Regions from separate parts of the Mus musculus genome. Here region 1 is linked to region 2. Evidence: chromatin contacts called from public Micro-C data. All regions are on one chromosome and are shown on one strand. Each heading gives the region's core, a stretch centred on a gene start, on an enhancer-like site or on the middle of the called end of the contact. The rest is flanking DNA. Distances are from core to core; before and after follow the strand shown.

Region 1 (3,415 bases), core at 16-2,515, 250 kb before region 2:
TCCAGAACCTGTGTAAAGGCCGGACACGGGTCATGATCATCTGTAATCCCAGTGCCTGTAGTGAGGCAGAGACAGAACCCCCAAAATCTTCAGGCAAGCTAGCCTGGTATGTACAGTAGAAAAACAAAAGAGATCCTGCCCCAAACAAGGTGAAAAGCAAGGACTGACAACCCAAGCTGTTCTCACATGCATACACAGACACAGACACACAGATATACACGAGAGAGAGAGAGAGAGAGAGAGAGAGAGAGAGAGAGAGAAAGTACTTTTAGCTACATTCACCTTCAAGGTGGGAAAAGCCAATCAATGAGAAAAATATAGTTAAAATGCATCAACAGCCCTGTGCTACAGTCTTTTAAAAAGATGGATTGATGTTTCTACATCCCATAATTTATACATTATTTTATTTTTTTGTGTTTGGGTGTTTTGCCTACCAGTATGTCTGTGCATTATGTAGAAGCCTGGTGTCCACAGAGGCCAGAAGAGGGTATTGAATCCCATGGAACTGGAGTTAGAGGTGGTTGTGGGCCACAAAATGAATACTGGGAGTCAAACCTGCGTCCTCTAGAATATTAGTCACCATTCTTAATGGCTGAGCCATCTCTCTAATGCCACACAACAACAATAAAAAACAACAACAATAGCAAGCAAACAAACAAAAAATTAACCAACCGAATTGCAGATGCAAAAAGAGCATGATTTGTTCTAGGTTTCTGCTAGGTGACCGTAACTATCCTTAGGGCAAAACAATGATGCTGACAATATAAAGTATGATCTGTAGTGTGTGTCTTCTTATTTCCCACCAACGCCTGGCGGGGCAGAGATGAGCTCTGCATTCCACGGATGAGGAAACAGGTTCAGAGATATGAAGACATGTTAAAAATACTCTTCAAAGGAAGTTGGACTCAGAGCCAAGTCTGTGCAACACCAAAGTCCTCCCATTACCCCATGCTCTAGCCTCCGGGGGATGACAAAGCTGTGCCAGGGAGCTCCACTGGTCCAGTCATCACTGTCAGCTGTAATGTCAATCAATGGATGCTAATAGGCTGAGCAGAAGAGAGAGTGAGGTGGATGTGGGAAGCACAGAGTTTGGAGGAGTGGGTGCACGTGGGGAGATACGTCGGTCTGGTAGAAGTTATAGGCAGATAAGGAACCTGAAGAATCTGTGTCAGCTCACTTGTTGATGACATGTCACATGCTTGTACAAGCCTCTTAGCTACCAGGGTACTGGGCTGTTTGGCTTCGTTTTCCGGGAGTGAGACTGATAAGCACATTCCATTGAGACCAGACGCAGCCAGGAGAGGCCAGACGCCAAACAGTGTACAGACCATGTGGGGAGAGTGGGGAGAAGCCTGCCGCTTTCTAAGGCTGCATGGGCTTTCTGTGAAAGGTCAGGGAAGGAAGAAATGAAGAGAATGTTCCGTGAAAATTGGCCTCAAGCTGAATCCATGTTTCTAAGAAGTTGCAAGTCCTGGCTACTAAGAAGGAGAGAGAGCCTGAACGTGTGCATGTATATGAAGTATGTGTTTTTGCATGAGCTCCTGTGTCTCCTGTGTGTGTTTGTGACACAAAGAAAATGATGGACAAGCTTTGGAACATGTGGTTGTTAACAAGTATTTACAATTTGTTCTCAATCTTTATCTTTGCTGATTTTTTTTTAATATGGCCTGAGGATATTTTTAAATGTTATATGTATGAGTATGTTGCCTTCATGTATGTGTGTATGTTTGTGTGTCTATGGTCTATGTGTGTGTATATGTATGTATGTGTGTATATATATATATATATATATATATACATACACACACACACACACACACACACATATATATATATATATATATATATATATATATATATATATATATATATATATGCGCCATGTGTGCGCAGTCTCTGTGGAGGCCAGAAGAGGGCGTCATATCTCCTAGAACTGTAGTTACAGACAGTTGTAAGCTGTAGTGTGGGTGCTGGGATCCGAATTCTGATCAACTGGAAGATCTTGCAGCAAGTTCTTAACCACTCAGCCATTGTTCTAGCCCCCTGACACTTTAAGAGTTATTTATTTATTTATTTATTTATTTACTTAATGAATATGAGTACGCTGTAGCTGTACAGAAGGTTGTGAGCCTTCATGTGGTTGTTGGGAATGGAATTTAGGACCTCTGCTTGCTCTGGTTGGCCATGCTCACTCAAGTCAACTCCACTAGCTCAGTCCCTGCTAGCTCTGGCCCAAAGATTTATTTATTATTATAAATAAGTACCTTATAGCTGTCTTCAGATGCACCAGAAGAGGGCCTCAGATCTCATTACAAATGGTTGTGAGCCACCATGTGATTGCTGGGAATTGAATTCAGGACCTTCAGAAGAGCAGTCAGTGCTCTTATCTGCTGAGCCATCTCTCTAGCCCCCGACTCATATTTTTAACACATAATTTGATAATTTGTTCATCAAATGATAATGTGAGTAGGTCCAGAGAAGAGGGAAGAGAGACCATATAGGAAAGTGGGAGAGGTCTTGGGATGCCACAAATCTCTTTCTGAATCCATATTCAGTGCTCCCCCCCATTAGTTCCATATAAGAACAAAGGGTGGCAATTATGGAACATTTTGTGCATTTACAGTGTGTGTGTGTGTGGTGCGTAATTTAGTGTGTTGTCTGGTTTTAGTTGTTATTGTTGCTCTTTTGTTTTAGTTTTTTGTAGTACTGGAGATTGAACCTAAGGTCTCACTCATGGTAGGCAAACAAGCTTCTACTGTGCTACAATCCCCAGGCAGGCCTCAAACCTGCAAGTCCTCTGTCTCAGCCTCCCAGGGAAATAGCTGGGAATACAGGCCTTTACCACCAAGCCCAGGTTCATTTCATCTTCAGAGTTGCTCCTCTATCTCATTTAGTCTGCTAGTGAGCACAAGGAACTGAAAATTTAGGTGCTGGAGGAACTTTCTGGAGATCTCCCCAAAATTGAGGGGCAGATTTGACCCCAGGCCCATCATAATTTTATAGTTATAGTTTTGGTTTTTTTTTTTTTTTGTCCGTTTGTTTGCTTGTTTTGTAAGGGTCCATGATTCACCAAAGAATGATGCCCCAGACTCAAATAGCGTGTAAATGAAAAGAGTGTTCAGCATACTGGGGTCTCCCATTACCAAGACAGAGAGACAACCAAGTGAGCTCGCAGTCTCAATTAAAGCACACTGTAGCTCTGGGATAGATGAATTTTATCTTACTCTATTTCTAGGCATTCCGGAATCATTACTGGGGGCGGTGAAGGCTGGAGCCTGGGGAGGGGGGGTGATTATCTATTAGTAGTTGACTTATCTTGACTCGCCCAATTCTTAGGTCTCGTCTCCTTAACTGCCAATTTGAGGTCTGTCATGGAATCCGCCTGGCCTTCTCAGTTTGTTTGTTTGTTTGTTTG
Region 2 (3,058 bases), core at 177-2,676:
GCTACCTCGAGTGTTGGTTAGGGCTGCTAAATGAGAAGGTGCGTGGGGAAGTGTCAGCACGATGCTCTGTACATAGTAACACTTCAGTAAACTGCCCCTTTGCTCCTCAGTCTGCCTCCCTGTGTCTAGGTGTACAGCTCCATCAGGGTTAGTTTCCATTCATCTGTAAAACTCAGCGAGGTGGTTAAAACAAAACAAAACATAAAACTTTGTCTTCTAACAACTTGAAACCACCAGCAGCACCACCTTAGCGGTACTTTTCCTTTTCCGGCTCATACAATGGAAATGGACCATCTACAAAGACGCGAATGCATGGTGCCTATCCAGGTTCCTTGCTTTCCTGTGTCTACCATTGTTTTCCAGTGGCTTCAGCTGTCACAGGCAAAGCCCTTCCTCCACAGAGCAGTGACTCCTGACCTGGAGGGCTGTGTGACCAGAAGGCAAGGTGGCTTCTGGCCATGACCAGGACAGCTCAGTTATTTAACTCTTCCTCTTCCTCTTACCCTCTGCTTGGATCTTCTGTCAAACGTCTTTGCTCCTGAATTCTTATCATGGATCTTTTTAGACACATTGGAAAGATTTCACTTGCCATAGTGAAATCAACACTCAGTGTCTGGGCAAGATGGTGCCCACCCCCAGCACTTGGGAGGTAGAAGCAAGAGAATTGTGGGTTCAAAGCCAGCCTGAGCCACATGTGATTTTTGTCTGAAAAAAAACAAAACAAAAACAAAAACCAAAAAACCAACCAACCAACCAACCAATCAACCAAAACAAACTAGAGCTTAACACAAACAAACTTGTTAATTGTCATTTATAGTGACCTAGTTTTCCCCAAGAGTGCTCTCAAAACTACAAAGCAAATTACGTCAGTCTCTACTGAGATCCAGTGACCCTCAGCATCAAATTCAAGTGACCAAGCCTGGTGTACCCTAGTCTTTGCTTACCTGGGCGTGACTGGCATACAGCGTCCAGCTGTTTGTTTTCTGAATGTAAAAATAGCAACAACAACAAAAATGTGTACAATCTGTTTGAAGCCATTCTGGTTTTGTGTATATTTTCCTCTTGAGGGACTGCCATGCCCCTAACTGCTTGCAGATTGGTGTGTGGTTTTACCAGGTCCACTCTTGTTCGCCATCTGGCTCAGAAGTCATTCTTTAGATGTGACTATTTTTTCGCCTCCTTAGAATCTGTGCTAATCTACTGTTCACTGCAATCTTGTTAACACGCTGGATATGCTTACTGGTGCTTGCTGGCATTCGAGTGGTTATGGCGGAACCCTCAATGCGCTGCGTGGGGCACCTTCCTCAGAGTGCCTGTGGTTTCAGGCCTGCCTTCTGTACTCTGGGTTTTGTCTATACATGGCAGGCAAGTGCTTTAGCAATTGTGCTCCAGGTCAACCCACGTCCTCTGACTTCTCATGAGCTCCAGGCTCAGTTCACAGCTGTCTCGATCGGCCTCAGGCCCCAGAGTTTAGAGTATAACTGTCCCCACAGCTCCTTGCATACTTTAAGGATGATCCACAGATGTTTGCTGTAGGGTTTCAGGACTAAGTCCTATTGCTGAAAGATTTTTTTTTTAAATCCCAAGTAGATGTTGAATTTTTTATTACATTTATTTATTTATTATTGTGTGCACACACTTGTGAGGGTCAGAGGACACCATGAGGGAGTCAGTTCTCTCCTTCCATCATGTGGGTCCTGGGGACAAAACTCATTGTCAGAACAAAACTTGGTGGCAAGTATCTTAAAGCCCCGAGACAGTGCCCTGGGCCATGGGTATTAAGGTTTTTCAGATAAACTTTGCTCATGAATTGAAAACATCATAAGGTTTCCTTTACTTCATTTTTAGCTTGGTGGTTCTAAAAGCCACGCTTGCTTATATTATTTTTTGAACAGTTGGATTCATGTTCACTGGATCCAATGATTTTACCGTTTGAAACCTCTGTCATATCTTTGTCTGTCCTGATCATTTCTCCTCTACTTATTTGTTTTATTTTAAACAACCAACTTAAGATTATCTCTAGTCTTTCAACACAGCCCTCAAAGAGGTCAGTGGTCAACCTTTTGACACTGTGACAGGATGTTGCCATTTACAAAGTTTACACCAGATAACTACACATGTGAGAGACCCAACAAACAAACAAACAAACACCCTCATAGCGTACGTTTATGATTTGTGCTGGGCTGCATTTCTAGCTGTCCTTGGGCTCCTGCAGTCCATGGGCCTTAAACCGGATACACCTGTGTCTTTAGGATAACCACTGAAGCTGTGACAGAGGGGACATGTAACACATGGCTACTGATATCTGTGAATGAGGCTGTCTTCTGTGCAGTGTGAGCATATGCATGTGTGTGTCTTTTCTAAGTGTGCAAAGCACAAGGTTTAAACATCTTATGCCTGGGCCTCTCCTGTGACTCTACAAGAGAATTGTGTGCAGCTCAGAACCCCACACTGAGCGGACTGTACAACCCACTCATTTACTGCTTGGTATAAAGGCTGCTGTGCTCTTTATCCTGGCTTCCTAGCTATGGCACTAGCTTTGCTATGTTATTGAAACCCACTGTGTCATACCCTGGGACCTGGGGCCTCTTGTGCCACCATGATGCTGCTCCTGCTGTTCGTGGTATAAAGAAGCACAAGTTCTGTTCATTGGAAGCATTGGACTTCAGCAATGCCTTCGATGGATTTGGGAAAAATCAGGCCAAAATATTTGCTTGCTTCAGTAATTTTGGATTTGAGCGACTCCTGGAAAGGCTCTGTAAGGGCCCAGTTCTTTTCTGACAATATTCTATTTGAATACAGGGTTAACATTACCTTTGGCTCCAACCCTATGGTCCACCTGTACTGGACAATTGCGGAGATCTCATTCCTCCCTTGAGCTGCTTCCTCAGAAATCGACCACACGGGACAGCTGGCAAGGAGTGTAACCTTGGACTCGATGCTTTTCCATTCAGAGACTAACAGAGATTATCTAAAGGGCATCTGCTCCCCAGACCCCATTCCCAAATGATGGCGAACTGTCAACAGGCAGTCCTCCACACCACAGGCTTTGTCTGCT

The links. A called contact is a pair of places that touch in the nucleus more often than the background predicts.
Region 1: a contact with region 2 is called in a Micro-C map of trophoblast stem cells, with 3 times the contacts expected there. The contact joins two enhancer-like sites. A contact is called at or near these places in 12 of 39 promoter capture datasets (the 3T3-L1 cell line, 3T3-L1-derived adipocytes, cranial neural crest and 7 more), 15 of 484 Hi-C or Micro-C datasets (the AML12 cell line, the HL-1 cell line, MC3T3-E1-derived osteoblasts and 8 more), 8 of 115 datasets of contacts at active chromatin or transcription factors (cardiomyocytes, embryonic basal ganglia, embryonic forebrain and 5 more) and 3 of 9 other capture datasets (embryonic stem cells, liver and pancreatic islet).

What each region holds. Positions count from the first base shown.
Region 1 is chr7:112,654,126-112,657,540 of GRCm38.p6, reverse strand. No RefSeq gene overlaps it. Among named protein-coding and RNA genes, the nearest start is that of Gm40451, 19 kb to the left of the region's middle. Within about 2 kb of position 1,265, at least 44 of the 459 cell types and tissues checked have an H3K27ac peak or open chromatin away from gene starts, as enhancers often do. A contact at or near this core is called in trophoblast stem cells, where this site is marked.
Region 2 is chr7:112,401,704-112,404,761 of GRCm38.p6, reverse strand. All of the region lies in intron 7 of Micalcl (MICAL C-terminal like), which reads right to left. The region is part of intron 1 of Gm51494 (a long non-coding RNA gene); the gene reads left to right. Among named protein-coding and RNA genes, the nearest start is that of Gm51494, 11 kb to the left of the region's middle. Within about 2 kb of position 1,426, at least 2 of the 459 cell types and tissues checked have an H3K27ac peak or open chromatin away from gene starts, as enhancers often do. A contact at or near this core is called in trophoblast stem cells, where this site is marked.